Regions from separate parts of the Mus musculus genome. Here regions 1, 2 and 3 are each linked to region 4. The links are chromatin contacts, called in public promoter capture Hi-C maps. All regions are on one chromosome and are shown on one strand. Each heading gives the region's core, a stretch centred on a gene start, on an enhancer-like site or on the middle of the called end of the contact. The rest is flanking DNA. Distances are from core to core; before and after follow the strand shown. Region 1 overlaps Gm31499 (a long non-coding RNA gene). Region 2 has its middle 31 kb from the start of Gm31499. Region 3 has its middle 28 kb from the start of Gm45950. Region 4 holds the start of Ppp1r21 (protein phosphatase 1, regulatory subunit 21).

The links. Promoter capture Hi-C pulls out the DNA fragments that hold promoters and counts their contacts.
Region 1: a promoter capture Hi-C map of pre-B cells shows a contact between it and region 4, with 3 times the contacts expected there. The contact joins the enhancer-like site here to the promoter of Ppp1r21 in region 4. A contact is called at or near these places in 6 of 39 promoter capture datasets (the C10 cell line, embryonic stem cells, hippocampal neurons and 2 more), 7 of 484 Hi-C or Micro-C datasets (cerebellum and embryonic stem cells) and 6 of 115 datasets of contacts at active chromatin or transcription factors (all in embryonic stem cells).
Region 2: a promoter capture Hi-C map of the 3T3-L1 cell line shows a contact between it and region 4, with 3 times the contacts expected there. The contact joins the enhancer-like site here to the promoter of Ppp1r21 in region 4. A contact is called at or near these places in 5 of 39 promoter capture datasets (the 3T3-L1 cell line, hippocampal neurons, pre-B cells and 1 more) and 3 of 115 datasets of contacts at active chromatin or transcription factors (embryonic stem cells, pancreatic cancer cells and stem cell-derived neural progenitor cells).
Region 3: a promoter capture Hi-C map of pre-B cells shows a contact between it and region 4. The contact joins the enhancer-like site here to the promoter of Ppp1r21 in region 4. A contact is called at or near these places in 11 of 39 promoter capture datasets (3T3-L1-derived adipocytes, the C10 cell line, the HPC-7 cell line and 6 more), 1 of 15 datasets of contacts at CTCF or cohesin (the NIH/3T3 cell line), 1 of 484 Hi-C or Micro-C datasets (the CH12 cell line), 1 of 115 datasets of contacts at active chromatin or transcription factors (embryonic stem cells) and 1 of 9 other capture datasets (embryonic stem cells).

Annotation. Positions count from the first base shown.
Region 1 is chr17:88,170,332-88,176,178 of GRCm38.p6, forward strand. Gm31499 (a long non-coding RNA gene) reads left to right here. Exons shown (of 3, transcript XR_385900.2): 3 at 1-273. Among named protein-coding and RNA genes, the nearest start is that of Gm31499, 11 kb to the left of the region's middle. Within about 2 kb of position 4,035, at least 21 of the 459 cell types and tissues checked have an H3K27ac peak or open chromatin away from gene starts, as enhancers often do.
Region 2 is chr17:88,190,176-88,196,831 of GRCm38.p6, forward strand. No RefSeq gene overlaps it. Among named protein-coding and RNA genes, the nearest start is that of Gm31499, 31 kb to the left of the region's middle. Within about 2 kb of position 5,291, at least 89 of the 459 cell types and tissues checked have an H3K27ac peak or open chromatin away from gene starts, as enhancers often do. A contact at or near this core is called in pancreatic cancer cells, where this site is marked.
Region 3 is chr17:88,090,867-88,096,974 of GRCm38.p6, forward strand. No RefSeq gene overlaps it. Among named protein-coding and RNA genes, the nearest start is that of Gm45950, 28 kb to the left of the region's middle. Within about 2 kb of position 4,780, at least 6 of the 459 cell types and tissues checked have an H3K27ac peak or open chromatin away from gene starts, as enhancers often do. A contact at or near this core is called in the CH12 cell line and pre-B cells, where this site is marked.
Region 4 is chr17:88,527,934-88,534,048 of GRCm38.p6, forward strand. Ppp1r21 (protein phosphatase 1, regulatory subunit 21) reads left to right here and starts at 2,191. Exons shown (of 22, transcript NM_028658.4): 1 at 2,191-2,385. The coding sequence starts at 2,329.

The sequences.
Region 1 (5,847 bases), core at 2,785-5,284, 360 kb before region 4:
CTGAAATCATGGGAGAAATGCCAGCTACCACTAATATCCAGGACCCGGAGCCATGGGCTGAAAGGGTGGGTTCAGGACCTTTTGGAAAATGTCACCAGACCCCTCCCCTCCAGAAGGGGAAGGCTAATTAACATTCCACAGGACAGACTGACCATCAGCCACCTGCCAGTGGGAGAGGCCTAGAGCAGGTAAACACATTCCACAGGACAGACCGACTAACGGACCATCTACATCCACAGACAAGGGAAGTCCCTGCCACCTCATTCTCTAAAGACCAATCAGTTTAAAAAGTCACACTGTTCTGCCAATCACGTTGTGTCTAGTGGCTGCTGCTCTGAAAACTGTATAAAGACTGACCAAACAGGCTGCAGGGGTGGGGGTGGGGTGTGGATAGGGGTGGGGGTATCACCGTCTCTTCTTTGGATGTAGGGAGACCCCAATGTGTTGGAACAATAAATTCCTCTTGCTTTTTGTGTGTGTGTGTGTGAAAAATCTATTTAATAAAAGAAAAATGTAAAAATATATATTCAATATATAGACATTCGACTTGCAGTAGATACACGATGCTTAGAAAAACAGTCTCTGGACCCAGGAAAATGGATATGAGAGGGTATATCCCTGATATTCAGAGGCCTGATGCTCTCATGCGGGTCACACTGCCTTTTCATCCCACCAGTAGCTGACATACAGTGTTGATCTAATTCTGTCTTAGGATAGATTGAGCAGCAAAAATCCAGGAGTAAGTGGTCAGTTGCATTTTAGGATACAGGAAAACATAAAGAAAACAGAACAGACTGAAGGTGGTAAACTCATACATTAGAAGTACCCCCAGAGCTCATGTCTCTAGCTGCATATGTAGCAGAAGATGGCCTAGTTGGCCATCACTGGGAAGAGAGGCCCCTTGGTATTGTAAACATTATATGCCCCAGTACAGGAGAATGTGCCAGGGCCAAGAATTGGGAGTGGGTGGTTAGGGGAGCAGGGCGGGGGAAGTGTATAGGGAACTTTCAGGATAGCATTTGAAATATGAAATATATATGAAGAAAATATCTAATAAAAATGTGCAAATAAATAAATAAATAAATAAATAAATAAATAAATAAATAAATCCTGGGATATGATTTTCTGAAAGTTACCTGGTAAAAGTGCATGTTGTGTTTTGCTGGAGCAGACACTTCAGAGACCATGTGATATTTGCAAAGAGTATAAGTATTATCCAATAGACAGTGGACAATGCTTTTGCATTGGTTAGTTTTGCTATTCTTTGCTGGTCTTTGTTGGGCTGATGACACTCTTGCGTTGATTCACCTTGCTTTCTTCTCTGATCATTACCTTGCTGTGACTTTGTAGAGAGAAATGCACCAAAGAAATTCTGGTGGGATTCCAGCTGCTTCTTGCTGTTGCTGTGGACTTCTGCTGATTTGCAGAATCTTGTGGTTTCTTCTGGATTAAGCTGCTACTGCTGATTCATGTTTGGTGTTTGCTGAGTGAACACAGCTGCTAATGCCGATTCCTCTGTGATATTTTGCTGAAGGACTGCACTGCTGACAACGAAGACTTAAAGAACTATTTCTAAACAAGTCCACAATGCACTTCCTAAAATCTTTCTTCTCCCCTTCCTTTGATGGTTTGTGGGCTAGAAGGGAGGTTGAAGTATTACAGAACTATTTGAAAAATTTTAAGCCTAAAATTCATTGTTTTCTTGATATTTATTCTAGTTTTCTGAGTTCTTCATATAGTCTACAAAAATTATATAGGATGCATAGGTGTAAGGAGATTACTTTTTTCCTGCTTTTTATGCCATGCTTTCTTCACTCAAAGGTGGTGTCCTTTGCTTTACAGAAACTGAAAGATGGAGAGTTAGTGTGCATCAAGGGTGTGGTCCATAGTACAGCTACCATGCTTCAGTATATGGCCATCCAAATAAGACTACATGAGTAGCAGTAATCAGGTATAGGTTTCAAAAAACTTGGGTCATAAAGCTGGGATGCAGTGAATGGCAGGGCATAGAAGAGAAGGGTGAATGTGGTCAGAACAGTGTTTGAATTTCTAAGAAATTAATTAAATATCTTTAATTGGTGGATTTTTTTAAAGGAGATGGCTAGTGGGTAAAATTGGTTTGTGAGCAAGAATAAAGACCTACCTGAGGATTTCTATTATCTTTATAAATTTTTAAAAAATATTTTTATTAGGTATTTTCCTCATTTACATTTCCAATGCTATCCCAAAAGTCCCCCATACACCCCTCCCCACTCCCCTCCCCACCCACTCCCACTTTTTGGCCCTGGCGTTCCCCTGTACTGGGGCATATAAAGTTTGCAAGTCCAATGTGCCTCTCTTTCCAGTGATGGCCGACCAGGCCATCTTTTGATACATATGCAGCTAGAGTCAAGAGCTCAGGGGTACTGGTTAGTTCATAATGTTGTCCCACCTATAGGGTCCTCTTGCTTTTTTTGCATTGATTCCTGGCTCCATGTGGTTCACTCAGGGGGTCCCTGGTAAGCTAAGGCTCACCAGAGTCTTACAAAAGCAGGGACGTTGGATGGCTCTTCATACAGGATGAAGAGTCTTGATGGCCTGATGGAAGCCCCCTATAATGTCTCATGCTCTTAATGTTGCTATAGAATTTGTAAAGTCACCATTGTAACAGGATATCCTGTGGAAAATGATGAAGGGGACTTAAGTGAGCATCTAGGCTACCAAGGCTCTGGAGACAAAATGTAGGCCACAGAGGGGCAGATGAGGCAAAAGCAAATTCACACATACACACACACACACACAGACACGCACACACACACTCTCTCACCCCCCCACACCCACACACATACACTCAGACACACTTGCACACATACACACATACACTCACACTCACATACACTCAAACATACACATACACTCACACACACTTGGACATGCATGCACTTAGGCAGAGTTTTCATTTCAAGCTAAGTCAGTTTGACAAATCTCTCTCTCTCTCCTCTCTCTCTCTCTCTCTCTCTCTCTCTCTCTCTCTCTCTCTCTCTCTGCTGTATATTTAATTTCCTGATTGACAAACCCATACTTGATTTTAAGTGATGAAATTAAAAAAAACAGCTCATTGGTGAAAACCCACCTTTCTCACTATTGGTTGAGTGTGTACTACTCCTGCAGAGGGCTTGAGATTGGTTTCCAGCAATCATGCTGGGTGGCTCCTAAGAACTTGAAATGCCAGCATGGAGGAGTCTAGCGCCCTCTCTTGGCCTCCTGGGGCACATGTACATAAATGCACAAACCACACACAGACATACACATATACATATATTTAGAAATAAAAATGAAATTTTAAAAAAGTTTAATGTTTTGCAATGTGTTATTTGTCTGGGCAGAAAATTCACAAAGATTCTATGTAAAGATATGATGTCTCATGCTGCAGTAAACAATAGCCCCTTCTCATGTCCCAGAGCAGAGACCAGAAGGTTGTTATCTCAATACTGCAGGCAGGAAACAGAACTAGGAGGAGGCTGCATCTCTTCCTCAAGTGTCCTTCATATTCCAGAGCATCTCAGCAGCGCAGTGTGTGCTAAGTCTTGTAAGTGCCCAGATAAGAACAGTGAGCCGATTGCTATCACCTGTGAATAGTGATGGAGCTCTGGTGCCAGCCTCACCCGATGGTGAAAGCTATAAATTATTAAAATAAAAGATATCTGATGTGCATTTCTGGACTTAAAAATTCTGTAATCTGGTGAGAGACCCCAAACCTCAGAATGTTTAAAAGTTTACAAGAATACTAGAAAAAAAAAAAACCCTAAGGTTTCCAGAAAACATACTGGGCATGTATGCTACAGAGGTGTGTGTGTGTGTGTGTGTGTGTGTGTGTGTGAGAGAGAGAGAGAGAGAGAGAGAGAGAGAGAGAATTCATAAAGCAGTGGGGATTTAACTGGACCTTGGGGAAGGCAGACTGGATGGAGAGTTATCATTAATATTATACAGTGAGACTATGCTTATACATGAGAGCAGCTGTATAAACACGGACCCTTCCAAGTCTCCATTCGAGAGCACTCTTTGAACAGAAATCTGAAAGCAATTCCCTTTGCGTAAGCATCACGCGGAGGGGATGGGAGAACCAGCGCAAGAGGCCAGTTCTGCTTCGACCCCTTGTTTATTCCTTGGATTATGTTTGCTTAAGCTTTCCAGGCCAGCTTGCACACCTCTGTGTGGAAGGGCTCTGCGGTTGTGATGTGAGTGAATTCTTCAGCTCTCCTAGTTCCTGGAGCCCTGAAGCTGCGAGACTCCAAAGCCTTGTGCCAGTCACAGACGATCCACTTTAAGAGCTTTCTGAGGCAGCCTCCTGGGCTTGGCAAACACTGTGACTTGGTGTGATCTTGGCAGGGTGGAGCACTACTTTCATTCTGCCCTTAGAAATTTGGTTAGCAAGGGGTTGGGGGGGCACTTGGGGATTGGACGACCGGCTGATTGAGGAGAGAGGTCGGTGAACACAGAATGTCACTAGAGTCCTTTGCACTCACTGGAGCCCCATCAGACAGTAGATGCACACTGGAAAACCTTTTTATAACGAGTTCTTTGCATCTGTGATCTGAGTCCAAAAGGCTCCAACTTTACCCACTCCCTCCTAGTCTTTTTACTCCTCTATAGGAAAGTCATGTTCTTTTGTTTACCCCAGCAATGATGTCTCTCCCCTACAGAGAACATGTGTTGACAAAACACAAGCATCCAGCAATTCAAGCCTCTACATTTAGAAAAATGGTTGGCTTTTAGTTGAAGAGAACATTGGAAATTTACTTTCCATCCCAAAACAGCTAAATTGCTACACATCAATTACATCTGAAGAACAAAGTAAGAAAGAAAATTTCAGGTATCAAAAACTAAGAGGTTAGGGAGAGATGGCTTAGTAGTTAATAGAGGTATTCCTCTCCTTGAAAAGAACAGAAATTCATTTCTAGCATGCAAGTTGGGTGTTTCCCTGCCACCCGCAACCCCAACTTAGGCGGACTCTGATGCCCCCTACTGGCCTCCTTTGGCACCTACACTAATGTGCACATGCCCACCAACCAATTAAAAATAAAAATACTTCCTTAAAAAACAAACAGATAACTTGGAATGGGAGAGTCTTCATAGGGAGTCTATGAAGGTGACTCTAGCTGAGACCCCCTAGCAATCGGGGATATGGAGCCTGAAGTGGCCATTGCCTGTAGCCAGGCAGGACACCAACCCACCCACAAAATCTTCAGCCTAAAATTTGTCCTGCCTACAAGAAGTGCAGGGACAAAGAGGGAACAGCCAACAAATACCTGGCCCAATTTGAACCCATCCTATGGGCAAGCACCAATCCCTGCCACTATTAATAAAACGGTTGCACTTGCAGACAGGAGACCAATATAACTGTTCTCTGAGAGGCTCTACTCAGCAGCTGACTGAAACAGATGCACAGCCGAACATTAGGCAGAATTTGGAGACTCTTGTGGAAGGGTCGGGAGCAAGGATGAGGGACCGGAAGTAGGTAGCGACTCCACAGGAAGACCAACAGAGTCAACTAATTTGGACCCTTGAGGGCTCCCAGACACTGAACCATCAATCAAAGGGTGATCATGAGCTAGACCTAGGCCACCTCCCCCGTTTTGTATCATGCAGGTTCCCCAACAACTGGAGTGTGAACTCACCCTGACTCGTTTTTCTGCCTGTGGATCCCGTTCCCCTAACTGAGCTACCTTGTCTGGCCTCAGTGGGAGAGGAATCACCTAGTACGTCAGTGACTTGAGGTGCCAGGGGTGGGGTGGGGTGGTGGTAGTGGTTGGTACACAAGGGGAACTTCCCTTTTCTCAGAGGAGAAGGGGAGGGGGGACTGGGAGG
Region 2 (6,656 bases), core at 4,041-6,540, 330 kb before region 4:
AGGATGCAGTAGAGGAATCCTGCCTCCCCCTTTAGCTTCTGGTATAGCTAACAACCCTTCAAGTTTCTTGGTTTGCAGGAACACCATTGAATACCATTGCAAGCTCACTTTCTCTCTTGCTTTCTCTCTCTCTCTCTCTCTCTCTCTCTCTCTCTCTCTCTCTCTCTCTCTTCATGTGACCTCTGTTAGCCAGCTTCAGGTCACTGTGACAAATACTCAGGCTAATCAACTTATAAAGAGGTGTGTCTTATTTTGTTCATAGTTCCAAAGTTTTAGTCATGGTCAACTGGCATCGCCTGGGCAGATGAAGGTGAATCTCTATGAGTTCTGAGACAGCAGAGTCTACAAAGTGAGTTTCAGGACAGCCAAAGATGTGTAGAGAGACCCTGTCTCAACAAAAACAAACAGTCCCCCCCAAACCACTCCCTCTGTGGTCAAGAAGTGGAAGACAGGGGAAGAGACTGGAGAGAGAGAGAGAGAGAGAGAGAGAGAGAGAGAGAGAGAGAGAATATTTGTAACACTTTGTTTCAAAACCCTAAGTCCAGGAAGAAGTAAGGAAGGCTTAGAATAGAATAGTGGCTGCTGCTTCCAGCTAGTCCTTCTTCCTTCTTTCCACCTGAGACGTGTCAAGCACTACAAGAGTAGGAGAAGCACCTGGAAAAGAGTTAGGATGCTATGGGGTCATGTGCTCTCCCCCATAGTCACCTCATAGGACCTTAGATACAAACAACGGTTCATGGAAAGAGGAAGTGCGGACTTTGTTTTCTGTGAGATCATAAGACTTGTAGACATTTCCTGTCCAAGGGGGTAGAAAGACAGCTGCGCAGTCTGGAACCTCTGAGAAGGTACAGGCGTGCCCAAAGTAGCATCTGGTGGGGCTGAGGGATGGAGGATGAATAGTACATGTCATAAGACTCAGATGTAGAAAGATGAGAAGTGAGGGCCAGAGCTCTATTTTGTAGTTGAAACCCAAATCCACCTCATCCTTGAAGTTTCTCAAGGCTGGCTGGCTGCTACGGCAACAAATGGAGACTATTCTTACAGCAGACGGACCTTATAAAACTGGTGTGTTTAGTTATTAGAAAATAAAACTGATTTACTTAAACAATTGAAATTACATTTATTTATTTACTTACTTATTTAGTGTGTACACTTGTGCACACAACGTGTGTGTAGTCTTGCCATGGTACACTTACAGAGATCAGAGGACAACTCTGTGGGAGTTGGTTCTCTCTTCCTGTCATGTAGGATCTGAGGATGGAACTGGTGTTGACAGAACAGCAGCAAGAGACCTTACCTGCTGAACCATCTTGCTGGCCTCAAATGGATTTTGGATCTGAGGTTCATTACTGATAACATAAAGAAAATTAGTATCCTGTGTTTGCAAGTTATGACTTATTTGTAGTGGGCATGGGAACTGGAGTTATCTATGAGCAGACGGGTGTGACATCAGCTTTTTCCAGGCTTACAGAAATTATTGCTGAGCTCGCAGAATGGAGCTCCAGGCAGGAAGGGCCAAGTGGGGAAAAGAGTCCAAGACAAAGCCCACTAAAGTTATTTGCTAATGTGTGAGTTATTCTTTGAAAGGAACTTTGGTCTTTTTGAAAGGGGAGGTTCTCAGATGCCTTGAAACTTTAGGCATCTTCAAAGACAGCTCAGATATTGCTAAGGACAAATATATCTGAGTTCTGCTATCGATGTCACCAGATCCTGTTCAAATGGCACAAGGTAAAGATAAGGTGTAAAGTCATCACCAGGAAGGAATGCTTCCATGTGATGGGTCTCAAGGGCATGATACTGTGGTGGCTGAAGTAAGGATGGCCCCCATAGGCGCATATATTCAAATGCTTAGTCATCAGAGAGTGGGAAGGTTTACATGAGGTGTGGCCTGTTGGAGTAAGTGTGGCCTTGTTGGAGGAGGTGTGTCACCAGGGGTTCCAGGCCCACTGTCAGACTCTCACTCTGTTTACAGATCAGGATGTAGCTCTCAGCTACACTCCAGTGCCTGCCTGCACGCCACCATGCTTCCCACCATGATCATGGACTAAACTGTAAGAAGAGGTTCTGATGCTAACCCTGTTCCCCAACTGGTTCTTGATTTGTCAATAAAGAAAGCCGGGGGTGGGTTGGGGCGGGGATTGCTGAGCAGAGGGTACAGGTGGGACTTCCGGGTCCCGCGGGGAAAAGGCGGACACAAGGAGAAGGCCTTTTTTTCCTGCCATGCTTTGGAGGAAGAACACAACAGACATGTAAGGCCTTGGGGGATGTTTGGCAGGGGCGAGGTGAAACAAGCAACTAAGTTTAGGGCAGAGGGAGCAACAGCGAGAATACATTAGTAAGGGCATGCCTTTCTAGACTGGAGACATCTGCACCCAGAAATTGTGCCTAGTGGGCAAGTTGTAAAGTAACCGAGTTGAGTGTGTGTCTTCTATCTGAGAATTCAAGGGTCTCCGGAGTGAGCTGGTAACTTGGTCACCTCCGGAGCTAGGACAAAGGGGAAGGCAGGAAGGGCCAGAGTGAGGTCCGATTCCGGGCAAAGGTGATAGCTTTTTGAAACTGTAAGGAAGCCCCCAGTTTAATAAATGCTTTCTTTCATAAGAGTCGCCATGGTCTTGATGTCTCTGTACATAACAGAACAGTGGATGAAACACATGTAGACTTATCTCTCTCCGAGAACATGTGGCCTCATGTTAGAGAGAGAGAGAGAGAGAGAGAGAGAGAGAGAGAGAGAGAGAGAGAGAGAATGTGTATATATTAGACATAAAATCCAGTGTCTTATTCATGCTAAGAAAGTGCCTCAGCTCTTGTCTCCTGTTTGAGGGATGTCTGAGACTGACTCACTAAGATAACTGGGGCAGCTTCTGAGTCTCTGGTGAGGAGAAAGGAAAGCAGGAACCAGAGAGGTAAAGAAAGAAAAAGCCAACTTCGATAATGTTCTAATCATGCTGACCTGGTAGCAGGCGCTTGTAAACCTGATATTTGGGGGGCTGAGGCCGGAGGATTGCTAAAAGGTCAAGGATAGCTAGGGCTATAGGGTGAGACTGAATAAAAAACCAAAGAGGAATGTGGCTCAGTTGGTGTTGTGTTTACTTATCATGCAGGAGGCTTTGGGTTCAAACCCTAGCACCATCTGTAATGGGCACACATCTGTGATCCCAATATCAGGTAATAGAGGCAGGAGAATCATGGGAAATGCATCTGTGAACCCAACATCTGGCATACAGAGACAGAAGAATAGAACTTAAGGTAAAGGGTTCAAGGTAAAATTCACCTTCAGGCCTGGCATGGTGGCGCACACCTTTAATCCCAGCACTTGAGAGGCAGAGGCAGGCGGATTTCTGAGTTTGAGGCCAGCCTGGTCTACAGAGTGAGTTCCAGGACAGCCAGGGCTACACAGAGAAACCCTGTCTCGGGAAAACAAACAAACAAACAATTCACCTTCAACTATATTTAAAGTTCTAGGTCAGTCTGGGATATATGGGAACTTTAAACAAACAAGACTATCCAACTGAAGGACTCATGGGGAGAAGTCAGAGCAGAGTGAGCCTTTGAAACTGTGATGGAATTTGAACATCACTTTGCCACTAACTGAAGACTTGGGGGGCAAATACTTCTAATTGTTCTGTGACTTGACTTTTGAATATTTAAGTGAGCACTCATTCATTTTGATTCTCATCTTACCTTCTCTCCTCTTCTGCTTTTTAAAATTACTCCATTAATTTTTCCCCCTCTGTATGGATTTTTCCTGCACACGTGTCTGTGTATTACTTGCATGCCCTCCAAGGCCTCTAGACTTGTTGTGAGCCGCCATGTTAGCACTGGGAATTGAAGCCTGGTTTTCTGGTAGGGTGCCTAGTGCTCCTGACTGAGGAGACACCCCTCATTTTGTTGATGTTTTTAAAGACAGGGTCTTGCGGTGTAGCCCCATCTGGACAAAAACTCATCATCTTTCTGTTTCTGCCCCCCAAGGGCTGGGATCATGTGCGCACCACCACTTGATACGTTGACTTCCAATATTTATTTCTAAGTTACTCAGATATGTGTTCTAATTTTTGATCCCTATTCCCTCACATCCACATGCTCACTCCTCATAAAGAGGCAGCTGTGAGAATCTGGGGTCCTTGGAATAGCAGTTCAGTGACATTTCACCTGCCAAACACCCGGTGAGTGGATTTGGGAGATCTGTCCTCCCCAGCCAAGTCTGGAGAAAACTATAGCCCCAGGCGACGACTTGGCTGTTATCTTCTGAGAGGCCTTGTGCCAGACACCAATGAAGCTGTTTCTAGGTTTTTGACCAACAGAAATTACAAGATAATACATGTTTAACTTGTTTTTACATTCGGAGGGATTTGATATTAAGAAGTAGAGACGTTCTAGCTGGCTCAGACTCCTCTCACAGTGGGCTCAGGTTACCCCTAAACCTGTTCTGTTGGTTACTTTCCTCGGCATAGAACGCATGCTTGGGATAGATATACTTAGCAACGAGACATACCCAAAACAGTTCCCCGAGTTGAGGAAGAAGGGCTATTGTGATAAGAGACAATGGCCCTTGTGGAGGCCTCTTGGGAAACAGCGCTCTGAAAGCAGTTCTGCATCCTTGGAGGACTTACCTGACTGGCGCTTGCAAAGCACACAGAGGCCATGACTCCACACGAGTGACAGTGGACTGTCTTAAACTGACCCAGGCAGTAACTCCAGTTGTAGTTGTTTCTAGATGTGGCATGGTCAGATATCTGGTGGCACGTGCTTTTTCTTTTTACCTGTTCCTGAAGCTCTCAGAAGTTGACCTTGCCTAATCTGTCTTCACCAGGCCGTCTCAGGAGTGAACAACCTGTCCAGGCCAGCAGGAATCAACTCCACAGTGTCCTGACTGCCTTTCCCTTCCATGGGACATGGCACTGGTCTATTACATTAATGACATGTTTAATGGGCACAGTAAACAGAAAGTTCTAGGCACACTTCATGTGTGGAGAGTAGGAGATATACTCCATGGAAACTCGAGGACTGCTGCTTTGGTGAAAGTCATAAGGGTCCAGTTATCTGAGGTATGAAGATATTAGTTTTCTCTGGTGACAGTTAAGTTATTGGTTCAAGGTCTTCCCACCACTAAGAGGCACAAGGTCTCCTGGGTCTCTTGGGCTTTTGGTGGTAATGTATTTCACACTTGGACATTCATCTTTGACTAATTTGCTTAGTGGCTAGAAAATGCCTGTTTTGAGTAATGCTCAGAATGAGAGCAGTCCCTAGACTAGGTCAGGCTGCTGTGCAAACTGTTCCACTCATTTGGGTCATGTGACTCATCGCTGGCCCATGTGACTCATCAGATAGAATGATTCTGGAGATGTAAGGATGCGCTAGGAGTCTTTGGCAAGTTGCCTTGGTGAATCATAGCTCAGATCCTTGGAAATGTTTAGTTAAGTGATACCACATGCTGGGAATAACACTTCTCCTTTGGAGAACAAGTTGTGGCCTGCTGCTAGGCCTTAGAGACTGAGCACTTGGTGGGGAACTACCAAGTTACCATGTGAAAGAGCTATTCCTCGCATGGGTATCGTTTGGCCTACCAAGTCTGAAAGTTGCCAGTGGCTTTGTGAAAAGGCATGAAAGCTTTGAGGGAGACTGGAGTGGGTTGAAGGTCAAGTTGTGTGAGGAAATAGGTCAGTTGTGAACATTCCCCACCTCATGCTATTGGTAGCCTGAGCCTATGACTGTGGAAGAGAATGCTCGAGGCCAGTTTATAATCGGTTCTCCTGATTTGTAGGTGTCACTTGAGAGAGAGACAGACCACAGCTGCACAACCACCTTGGAAAGGTGACAGACAGCAGTATAAAGAAAGCTTTTCATTGGACCGGACTTTGAGCAGAGCACGTGGTAGTTCTCTGCCTGAAATGCTAGTTGGCCAGGTGTTTTGAGCCATCAATTCACTGGCTACAGTTAATGGTTTGTTTACACAGTCAGAGGCTTGGTGGGTACACAACTGGAAAACTGGTGTGTGAGGAAGCAGCCTTTACACAGACCTCTCCACGTGAGCCCAGAGGCTGATGGCATTTGTGTCTCATCTGAAAGCCTGGAAAGGGAGGCTCAGACTGCAATGTCACAATGTCGATCAGGTGAAACGAATGTTTCTGTGATGGCAGCCATCCTTTCCCATCACTGCTGGTATTCCCAATGGGCTATTGAGCACATAGCCAGTGAGTCAAAGAAGCCCTGGGCTCAGCAACACACTAATGAATTCGCATTCACCAGCTACATGGCAGCAAGTTAATTATGTGGGCCTGCTCTGTCAGGAAAAGCATAGCACTCATAGAAACTAGATATGGAGTTGCTTTTTTTTTTTTTTTTTTTTTTTTTTTTTTTTGCTTGCAAGATCCCTGCCCTATCTGTTGTGACTTGTCAGATAATTTTTATTCCAAGCCATTGTATTTTATATATTATTGCATTTGACCACAGAATTTATTTCCCATAATTTAGTGGGGCACTGGGCTCATGTTCAAAGCTACTTAGTCAGAGCAGTGGAACAGCATGTGGAGGCTCAGCAATGGCCACCTGGGTGGTGCTGCTGAGAGGAGTCCTCAGGGTGTAACAAACGCTCTCAGCCCACATTCATTATTGCTGCTCCTTTCTAGCTGGATTGTCGAGCCAGAAATGAAGGGGAG
Region 3 (6,108 bases), core at 3,530-6,029, 430 kb before region 4:
CCAGTTTGTTAATAAACTAAGTATAGTTGTGCCTTGCTATCTTTTTTTCCCCCCTAAGACAGGGTTTCTCTGTGTTGCCTGGGCTGTCCTGGAACTCACTCTGTAGACCAGGCTGGCCTCGAACTCAGAAACCCACCTGCCTCTGCCTCCCAAGTGCTGGGACTAAAGGCGTGCACCACCACGCCCAGCTAAGTGGTGCATTGCTTAATGACAGGAATAAGCTCTGAAAAATGTGTTGCTAGGCAATTTCAACATTATGTCAACATCATTGAAATGTGTTTACACAAATTAAAATGGCTATGACATCACTAGGCGCTATGATCTTGCGGGACCACCGCTGCCTATGTGCTCTGTCACTAACCCAGTCATCATCATGTATTACATGACTGTATCTTACTAAGACAAATTATGAACTGAGGAAGTATGATCTGAAGACAAAATTGCCAGTGAAAAAATCTTGTGATTTCTAAAGGTTTTGTGTGTGTGTGTGTCTGTTCATGGTGTATGTGGAGAGAAAGAGACAGACAGACAGACTAAAGAAAGTCAGAAGCCAGCATAGAATTGACAGAGTTGGAGTTACAGTAGTAAGTGGCCTGATATTGAGTTCTAAGAACTGAACCCTGGGGCTGGTGAGATGGCTCAGTGGGTAAGAGCACCCGTCTGTTCTTCTGAAGGTCCAGAGTTCAAATCCCAGCAACCACATGGTGGCTCACAACCATCCGTAACAAAATCTGACTCCCTCTTCTGGACTGTCTGAAGACAGCGACAGTGTACTTATATATAATAAATAAATAAATCTTAAAAAACAAAAAACAAAAAAAAAAACCCTGAACCCTGGGCCCTCTGCTGGAGCAGCAAGGAAAGTTGAGCCATCTCTCCAGCCTGTCATTTGGGTTTTAAACTATAGTGTAGTTTTTATAAAGGCGTAGTCTTTTTGCTGAAAGATTCTCAGTTCCTAAATATTTAAGGTAAAGGTTTAAACATATCTTTTTTTAAAAAGATTTTATTTATTTATTATATATAAGTACACTGTCGCTGTCTTCAGACACTCCAGAAGAGGGAGTCAGATTTTGTTACGGATGGTTGTGAGCCACCATGTGGTTGCTGGGATTTGAACTCCGGACCTTCGGAAGAGCAGCCAGGTGCTCTTACTCACTGAGCCATCTCACCAGCCCTAAACATATCTTTTAAATAGGATCTGATACATGAATAAAAATAAAAGATAATTGGTAAGTCACGAAATGAGAGAAAAATACTTGCAAATCATACATTGTGGTGGTTTGAATATTCTTGGCCCAGAGAGTAACACTGTCAGGAGGTGTGGCCCTTTTGGAGGAAGCATGTCACTATGAGGGTAGGCTTTGAGACCCTCTTCCTAGCTGCCTGGAAGCCAGTCTTCTCCTGTTTGCCTTTGGAAAAAAGAAGTAGAACTCTCAGCTCCTTCTCCAGCACCATGTCTGCCTGAACACTGCCATGCTTCCTGCCATGATGATAATGGACTTAACCCCAGAACCTGTAAGCCAGCCCCAATGAAATGTCATCCTTTATAAGAGTTGCATTGGTCATGGTGTCTCTTCACAGCAATGGAAACCCTAACTAAGATACACATCAACAAAGGACTACTATCCAGAGCTGATAAAGAACATCTACAACACAATGGGAAAAAGCAACCCAATTTTAAAAAGAGCAAAAGCCTACATAGATTTTTCTCTGAAGAGACAAATGGCCAGCAAGCACATATAAAAATGCTCACTATCACCAATCACCACTGAAACACAAGTCAAACTACAGTGAGGTACAACCGTACCCATTACAATATCTATTACTAAGACAAAACTGCTGCTGCTGCTGCTGCTGCTGCTGTGGAGGATGGCATGGCAGTTCTTCAGAATGCTCAATGGAGTTACCCAGTAACTGCACCACCAGATAAGTACCTAAAAGACTCACCAGCAGCCGGCCAGCAGCCACCTGAACAGCATCTTGCCCACCAGTCATCACAAAAGCTTTACTCATTGTCACTTAAAGGGTAAAACACCTCAAATATCCATTGACAGATGCATGGACGCACAAATTTGGGCGTCTGTGAAACAATTTTCAGCCTAAGAGAAATGTCATTCACTTCTTGCCCAAGAAAGAGTTCTGGAGGGTGAGGCAGGAGAGTTGCTTAAGTCCAGGAGTTTGAGGCTATTTTGGACAACTTAGCAAGACCCTGGCTCAAAGAGTTAAAAAAAATTAACACATCCTTCAACAAGGGAGGACCTTGAAGGTGTTATATTATATGAAATAGAGAAAAAGGTAAATATTGGCAGATGGTGGTGCATGCCTTTTTAGTCTCAGCCATCTGAGTTCAAGGCTAGCCTGGGCTATAGATCAAGACAGGGCTACACAGAGAAACCCTGTCTCTAAACAAAACAAGACAAGATGACAACAACAACAACAACAATAAAGGCAAATACCATGTGATTCAACATATCAGGAGTACCTAAAGTAGTGGAATCATTGATCTAGATAGTAGCAGGGAGATGCACTCTGTGGAAGGAGGAGCAGGGCGGGGTTGTTTACTGTGTGAAGAGCTCCTGTCTGGGAAGATGGAGTTTCAGGGGTGGCTGTGATACAGGGTGGCAGGATTTACTACCACTACTCTGAACATGTGAAAACAGGTTTTTCCATTGTATTTTGCCACAGTAAAAATTGTTAATAGTTGCTTAGGATTTTAGAGTTTGCAAAGTGCTTTTCTCTCGAGTTGTCTTGTTTGTTCCCCACAGTAACTAAGAGGGAGTTAGAGAAGTAATCATTTCTTTATATATTTGAGCAATTGATAGTTCATTTAGTTTAAGTGGACTGCCAAGAGACACAAAGCTACAAAGGGACATGATCAAAATTGGAATTAGGACCAGGATTCTTTTTCTCCTTCCTAACAGAATATTGCTGTGTAGTCCAGGCAGGTCCCTGGCCTCAGCCTCCTGAGAGTTGAGATTATTATTAGTATGGGCGTGTAGTGTTCCTTTCTCTATACAAACTACCTTTCCCAGAGCATAAGACTAACAGATGCCCACCCTCTGCTTGGACTGCATAAACGCAGGTTTCAAAAAAAAAAAAAAAAAATCTTGAAAGGGCTTTCTGGGGAACACAGCCAAAACAACAGGCATAGACATCATTAGCCAGGATCCCTTTCCTCACAGTAAAGTTACGGCAGGCCGAAGAGAATCAGGAGAATCAGGGCAGCAGGCAGTGTCGTAGCCACCCAACTCCTCATCGCCGCTCCGGCCCTTTTAGACAAATTTTAGGGACACCATCTAGCTGGACTGGGATTTCGCTTTTGTCGAATACTCTTTAGAATTCATTTGTAGGCTGTAGGATGATTCTTGACAAGGTTTACATTGTTGCGTTTTACAGTTACCACATAATGTAATTTGGTCAATGTCTGATAGCTTCTTTGAAAAATAGTTACAATTTAAAAACATACAGTGATGGGAGGGATAACAAAGCAGACTTTTTTTTTTTTTTTTTGAATCAGGGAGCAGTGTTTGCATTATCATTTACCTCTCATAAAATCTTCCCAGTAAATTAATTACCTCTAGGAACGAGCCAGGGATGTAAAGAGAGAGCAGCGGAGGGCACGGAGCCAGCCATTCCTTGAGTATGAACGACGTCTCGTTTTCTATGCATCCAACGGTCCCAAAGCGCGTCCACAAGCGTCCTAATCATGGCTGATGGGCTGTGGACTGAAGAAGGGAAGTGTCTGCTACGGAATATTAATGCAGTCTAGCGTCTGCAGCTTCATTTTATGGCAGGCTGAGAGCTGAAATTTTGTGGTAACAAATTTTATTTATTATTTTACCAATTTAAAATGGAATAGTTAACACAAACGCAAAGGAGGACTTTAAATTTTTCTTAGATTTTAAGAGAACTTTAAAGCAGAAGTAATCAAATCTAAATGAATTTGGGGAGAGCCTGGTTTAATTATGGAATTCCAGAACAGCCAGTGCTACATGGTAAGACCCTGTCTAAAACAAAAACAAAACAATAACAGACAGACAGACAGACAGACAAAACCAAACTATATCACCCTGTCTTAAAAAGACTTTAAAGGCCTGGAGAGATGGCTCAGTAGTTAAGAACACTGACTGCTCTTCCAGAGGTCCTGAGTTCAATTCCCAGCAACCACATGGTGGCTCACAACCATCTGTAATGGGATCTGATGCCCTCTTCTGGTGTCTGAAGACAGCTACAAAGTACTCATATAAATGAAATAAATAAATCTTAAAAAAAAAAGGCTTTAAAATATTTTTGGATCTTCTTAAAAAGTACATATTTTACTTCTTACTTATGTGTATGTCTGTATAGCGTGTGTACATATGAAGGGACCCCCACCCCACTCTAGGGCAGAAGCTGGAGCTACTGGCAGTTATGAGTTAACCTATGTGGGTGCTGGGAACTGAACTCCAGTCCTGGGCTAAAGCAGCAAGTGCTCTAACCACTGAACAATCTCTCCAGTTCCTCCCATGTTTTCAAAATAAGCCCATCTTTCATCTCTCATGGAATAAAATAAACTTTATTTTAAAACAATGGTAACCAAAGAACAAGGCCATAGATTCGTGTTAGAGTGCTTGCCTACCTACATATACAATGATGGTTTCTGACCTCCCCCTCAACACTGTTAAGTAAAGAGATAAATAAATAAAAGGATAATGAAATAACGACAGTTAGAGAACACTGCATGCCTGATGTGTCAGCTTTTGCTACTGGAACAAATATCCGAGACAAATCAATTCAGGGAGGAGAAGCTTATTTTGTTTCAGTCCGTGGTTGGTTGGCTCAGCTGCTCTGCGCCTGTGGCAGGCACTAAGACAGCAAGGCACAAGCACATGGCTCAAGATGCCTGTTTCTATCCCCTATGGCGGGGAAGAAAGAGCAGAGGCCAGGGCCCCGGCAGCTCTTCCAAGAGCACGCTATGACCTAACTTCTCTCCAGAAGCCTAACCTAGTGGACATTCTGCCATCTCCTAGTGGCCAATAAACCTGCACAAGATATGCGTTGCTTGATGTAACCTTCTCTGACTAAACTGGACTGGTTTCATTATGATTCTTCATACAGGTCTTGGTCTATGAAAAATACTCATTTAATATTTCTAAGGGAATAATTGGCTCAGGATAAGAATTACTTTTAATCCATCAATGTTTAAAATAATGTTGGTTTTTTTTTTTTTTTTTATGTTTTGTTTTGAGTCAGGAGTAGAGTCTCACTAAATAGCCCTTGCTGACTTAGAACTTGCTATAGAAATCAAGCGACCCTAGATCCTGCCTTTTGCCTTCCGAGGGCTGAGATTAAATGAAGCCCAGCAACAACAGCAAAACATTGTGGAGTTTGTAATTTTTTTCAAGAATATATTTCTCAGAAGGTAAATAATATCTGAATTTGAATTTGATCAGAAACATAGCAAAAGAATTATTTAGGCCCTTGCCACTTGAGACCATGAAACTATTGGAGATGGCAAATTCCACAGAGCAGGTTAGCATCTGTCCTGGGACCAAGGCTCATTACCTTGCTCAGGACATACTTAGGCTTTCTGATTGTTTATCCCACAAATTAAGACTATTGATATGTGAAGAAAATCTCAACTTTTATTTGTTGGTTTCCAATCAAGACCTCTCAGACTGGTTAATTGGGGAAGTTTTTTTTCAGACTTTTGACTGTAGATCTTTAATCATTGTTAGAATGATAAATGCCCTGATTGTTTTCCTGTTTCTAAATAACTTTCCCCCACCAATGCCAGTCAATTGCCACAAGTCGGCTAAACAAAAATCATTTAGTTGCTCTTAAAGACTCAACAATCCTCCACTACAGACTGGTGGCTGCAGGCAAGGCCCGTGGTGGCCACTTGGATGGACTGGAGGGGTGTGGCAGTTATTCTAAAGCCACGAATCTTTTGTAGGAAAGATTATACCAGAGGAGGATCCAGCAAAGAGCCTGCTTTCTGGCTCTTTGGTATTCTAGTTGGGGATCACTGGTAAAATTAGGTGGTAGGGCTGGCAAGATGGCTCAGCAGATAAAGGTGCTTGCTGCTAAGCCTAACAACCTGAGTTTGAACACTGGGACCCACGTGGT
Region 4 (6,115 bases), core at 941-3,440:
GAAATGGATTACACCATTTAATTCTGCCACTTGGTGGTGCTACAGGGAACTAACACTCCTCTCAGGAACGGTTATTCTGGAAGTTTGGATGGCAGTACTTATTTATTAGCAAGTGTAAAGTGTACAGTTTTAGTTTGTACAGGAAACGATACAGGCTGAGCTCTTTGCTGAACAACTCCTGGATTGCTCCCAGATAAAAGAGAAGCTAGCTAGCACAGCTTTCACTTTAATTATACCTCTAAATAATCCACAGGGCTGACTTAGCCTTCCTAGATGCGTTTCCTCCATAATAAAGGTAATAATATTTACTTTAAAAAACCTAGAGAAATCAAGTTGATGCTCCTCTGTCCTGTTTCATTTCCTTCTTTTTCTGCTAGAGGCACCGAACAACCAGTGTTCTAGTTGTCTCTGTGTTTTTACTACATATTCATGTGTTTAAGAATAATGTTGGGCCGGGCAGTGGTGGCACACGCCTTTGATCCCAGCACTTGGGAGGCAGAAGCAGGCAGATTTCTGAGTTCGAGGCCAGCCTGGTCTACAAAGTGAGTTCCAGGACAGCCAGGGCTACACAGAGAAACCCTGTCTCAGAAAAAAAAGAAAAAGAAAAAGAAAAAAACCAGATGGCTCAGTAGGTAAGAGCACTGATCCTAAGGTCCTGAGTTCAAATCCCAGCAACCACATGGTGGCTCACAACCATCTGTAATGAGATCTGGTGCCCTCTTCTGGTGCTTCTGAAGTCAGCTACAGTGTACTTACATATAATAATAAATAAATCTTTGGGCCTGAGCAAGCAGGGACTGAGTGAGCCAGGCCAGCTGGAGTGAGCAGAGGTCCTAAAAATTCAATTTGCAACAACCACAAGAAGGCTCACAACCATCTGTACAGCTACAGTGTACTCATATACATTAAATAAAATAAAAATCGGAATAATGTTACTTCACATATTATGGAGATTATACACACACACACACACACACACACACAGTACATACTGTGTGTGTGTAGTCCAGACTGCTCTCAAACTTGACTTCCTCATGCCTCAGCCTCCCAAATGCTAGGACTGCTGGTATGACTAAACATGTCTGGCTACTTCCACTTCATAATTTTTAAGATTATTTATAGTATATTACAATTCACTATTTTTTTTTTAAAGACAGAGTTTCACTGGCTGGCCTGAAACTTAATATGTAAACCAGTAGAGATCCATTTGCCTGTCTGCCTTCTAAGTACTGAGATTAAAGGTTTATACAGCTGCACCCAGTGCAATTGACTTATTTAGCATAATGTTCATATGTATGTGTTTGTGTACAAATGTAGTTCATTAGTTTCAACTGTCATATTATGTCTCAAGAAACACATATCTTTCTTCATTCATATTATTCTAACAAGAAATACTTCAATGCTATACCTACATTAATCCTCAACAGAACTGTCAAAAATATTTTAAATGAAAAGGAGCAGTTTTTCATCATAAGGTATCTCAAGATATCTAGTCTAGCCGTTTTTTTTTTAAAAACAAAACAAAACATTAATGGTCTTTACATCTCAATGCGTGGTAGAAATTTTCAGAAACTGTATGTTCTTTTACGGCTTAAAATGTTCTGATAGATGAATAAGGGTCAGGGGCGGGCATGTGGCATTTGAGTAGAGAAAGGTCAATGACAAAACACAGAAGACAATGAAGGTTTTCTGATCTGAGAAGGGGAGAAGGGCAAACGGTATAAATATGTGCTAGGTTGGACGGTTTACAGTGTAGCACAAGTCTGGGTATCCAGATAATGAATGAGAAGGCGGAAAACAAGCTTCCAAGAAGCAAGCGACTGACGCTAGGCGGTTGCTATGGCGACTAGGGGACTGGGTAGCCAGAATTCTTGATGTTCTTAGAATGCTTCTCCTTGCATCCTCTGTCTCTCCCTTCGGTGTTCCATCCATTCCGTAGGCACTCATTCTCCTCCCGCTTGATTCTGGCTCGCCCGGAAACGGGTCGCCATCTTCCCGCCTCTTCCAACATGGCGTCTAGGGTCTCAGGAGGGGCAAAAGCACCGCACAGGCGGGTCCGTCGGGCCGCACATGCGCGAACCGGAGCACCAGAGGGCGGGGCGGTGATGTCAAGACGTCGCCCCGCCCCCGGTGGTCGCCCCGCCTCTGGTCCCGCTCCTCCTCCCTCCCGCCTGGAAACCCGGAAGTGGAGGAGGAGGAGGCGCGGCGGCGGCGGCGGTGCTGCAGAAGCTGGCTGAGCCCTGCCCGGGAGGAGCAAGTGTGGGGTTGGGGGCGGGGGGCGGGGCTCGGCAGCCCGGGCGGCCAGGCCTGGACGGGGCGGGGGAGGCCATGGCCTCCGCAGAGTTGCAGGGGAAGTACCAGAAGCTGGCTCAGGAGTACTCGAAGGTACCCATCGTGGGTGGGGGAGACAGGGGTTTCTGGCCCGGAGGCCTCAGCTGGCCGTGGCAGCGATTTGGGATGGTGGGGGGGATGCAGAGGGCTCCTCCTCTCCTCTCCACCTCCTGCTTCCACCATTACGATGCCTCCACCTGCAGCTCCATGGAGATAGGGCCGGGCGGTGTCTGGGTCCGTGTGCGTCTCTGCAGAAAGGAGCTGGAGTTTGAGTCTTCCTTCTCGCTGGACCAGCAGGCTTAGAAATGGAATGACAGAAATCCAAGGCACAGCTCTTGGTGCTAGCCTGAGGGGAAGGGAGGAATGAGGGACCACCCTATGCTCTCTGCTTTCTCAGTTCGCCCGATGATGGGGAAATCACCATCTCCTTTTCGCGAGGAGATGCTTTTAAAGTTAAAACGACTTATTTGCCACCACATCAGTTTGGGAGCGTAAACGGCCTCATTGGGATGGGTGCTTTGGAATACAGATGTTGTCGCCACTGATTTTGACAGCTTGGGTGGTGGGGCTGATGTCTTTTTCTCTTGCACCTTCCTTCCGTGGAATGGGGCAGTGCACACCGCAGGTTCTCCTTAAATACAGAATTATGCAAAACAGGGACCCGGCCTTCTGAAGTGTCAGTCTTTCAAATGGTGAAACCTTTTTCTTGGACAAGGGTGGTGCAGTTTCTGGGTAGGGTTTTCTGCCTGAAGAATATTCTAATGAAGTTATTAAAGCAGAATCTCACGCCTTTGAAAAGGATTCGGTAGTCGTGTTTAATTTCCAATTATCTTGGCATTCACAGAAGCAATGAAAAGATTTCGCCCTTTTTCTAATTTGAAAAAAAAAAAAACCCAAGTGTACGACATCCCCCTTTATGATTTTATTAAGCTTGTATTTGGGAAGGTAAAGTGAAATATAAAGAAATGATACTGGCACCTAAGCGTGCACCCTTAAGTCCTCAGCATCAGATGGGAGCCTTGATGGCATTCAGCTTATCACTCACCTTGTCCACTCCCTTTGTAGTTCCGTCTGAAATCCTCGTAGACTTCTGTGGCTCAGCGCCTGAGATAGTGCATTGTCTTTTGGGGGAGGATTCCCTTGTTTGGAACAGTTCCATATAACGAAGGAGGGTGGGTGGAGGATGGCAGTGCCCAAATTTGCCACTACTATTTTTGGTTGAAAATGTTTCATGCATATAAAGTAAGGGGCCCGATTTCCATCTCTGGAGGGTAAATAACTTTGAAAGTTTGGTTCCAAATGGCCAGTGAGTAGAGTTCCAGAAGGGCTCAGAGCAGTGGCCGTGTTGCGGGAATAATTATATCACCTCCTAAAGTAATGAAAGGCATGGAAAGGTTTTATTCTTTTGGGTATGTTAATGTGTTCAACAAACTCATGTTATATGTGCACCCCGCAAGCAGTGTGCCAGGCTCAGTTGAGAAAGCCGGAGTTCAAGCTGCACAATCACCTTTAATAGACCCTTAAATTAGCGTGGCCTGCAATTATGATACAGTGTAGCAAGTGATGGTCAGCGCAGCTCAGAGGAGAGGTCACTGGGGAAGGGGGAGTTCCTTACACTAGGGAGTAGGGAAGGGGATGAAGAGAGTGGTAGCTTTCCATGTAACTCGGTTAGCCTATGCTGGCTGTCCTGAAAACATCTTAAGATACATGGCAGGCAGAGTGTGGTGAAGGGAGAGTGGGCTAGATCATGAGGGCTGTGGATTTCAGATAAGATGTGTGCAATGGGAAGGTCAAAGAAACCCAACCATCCATCTGTCCATCCACCCGTCTGTCCGTCCATCCGTCTATCTATCCATCTATTTATTAGTGTGTGTGTGTGTGTGTGTGTGTGTGTGTCTCTGTCTGTGTCTGTGTGTGTGTGTGTGTGTGTGTGTGTGTGTGTGTGGGTGGGGTGGGGTGGGGTGATGGTGATGGCGAGGAGGAGGAGACAGCTTTTGGGGGTTGATCTTCTTCTTCTTCTTCTTCTTCTTCTTCTTCTTCTTCTTCTTCTTCTTCTTCTTCTTCTTCGGGGTTGATCATCATCATCATCTTCTTCTTCTTCTTCTTCTTCTTCTTCTTCTTCTTCTTCTTCTTCTTCTTCTCCTCCTCCTCCTCCTCCTCCTCCTCCTCCTCCTCCTCCTTCTCCTTCCTTCCTTCCTTCCTTCCTTCCTTCCCTCCTTCTTCTCCTTCTTCTCCTTCTCCTTCTTCTTCCTCCTCCTCCTCTTCCTCCTCCTCCTCTTTCTCCTCTTCTTCTTTTCTTCTTCTCCTCCACCATGTAGATTCCAGGAACTGTACTGAAATCATCAGGATTGGTGACAAGTGCCATTAATGGTTGAACCATCTTGTCAGCTTCCAAAGGTCTCTTTTACTGAGGGAGTAACATTACTCTTTGGAAGGAAATTGGTAACCATATGGTAGATAGGCTGGAATAGAGATGTTCGGTTGTTGGACTACACTGGGAAGAAAATGTAGGCTTAAGTAAGTAAAGTTGGTATCTGGAGTGGAGAGGAGAGTTCAGGAGTTTTGGTTTAACAATACGTTTTTTTTAGCTTACCGGTTTTGAGAGCCTGCTTCCTTCATACCACTGGGCTCAGGAAAGATATGAACAGGGTATAAACTGTTTGTCCTCAGGTCTCTTCAGGACTTGGTAACTAAGGGAAGACACAGAGTTTGACAAAGCTCTGAGGTGAAGGATTGTGCTTGCCATAACCAAGCAAGGTCAAGTGGGAGCAAAGCGGTGTTTTAAAGATGTAGACTTGGAATTTAGGGATGCAGAACACGTGAAAGTTGCATGTTTCCTATGTTAGCTTGAGTTGATGTTGAGAATACTTGATGAAAAAATTTTAATGGAGCTAAACTTGCTAAAAATGGGGTTAAAGATTAGTTCCTTAAAATATTCTGTACAGGTGAACTTGGAGAGTTAATGAGGGTACAGCTGTAGAGAACACCTGTAGGAATGATGTGCTAAGGCGCTTTGCTCTGCTGGACTTGGGGTCATCTCCCCTGTTGGGCCAGATCATTTCTCATTCTTTCGTGTCCACTGTCACAGACATTTCTGAACATAGAAACCATAGAAACAAAAAGGCTGGGTGAGGTGGCTCAAACCTGAGGCAGGGGGGTTGCTGTGAGTTCTCTATGTAGACCAGCTTTGGCTACATAGAGAATTCCAGGCCAGCCTGTGCTATAATGTAAGACCAAGTCTCAAGCACACACACACTTGCACACACGCGTGCTCTCTCTCTCACACACACATACACACACACACACACACACGTGCTCTCTCTCTCTCACACACACACACACACACACTCACACTCACACACACACACACACACATGCTCACACACGCACACGCATGCATGTTCGCTCAGTTGCATGTTCACACATACACAGACAGACACACTGGTCAAGGACTTGATGTTGTTTTATTTCCTGTCCGCTGTACTGTAAAGCAGTTTCTAGATTAGGTCCTTCTCCTTGATAGCCTTGTGCCTGGAAGAGGTGTTTTACCTGTTAATTCCCTTCCCTGGTGCACAGATACTGGGCTGATACTGAAGGGCACTTGTATTGCTCTTCTACCTTATTTAGGATGCTAAGGGGGGAGATTTCCTGTTAATATATGAAAGGAGAGAAGCAGGCAGAGTCCTGAACTAGGAACGTTTGCATTCCTCCTAATCTCCTTCAGAGAGACCTCATCCTGTGTTTTGGGAAGGGCCTTTCCTTACTCGATAACGCGGTCAGCTAT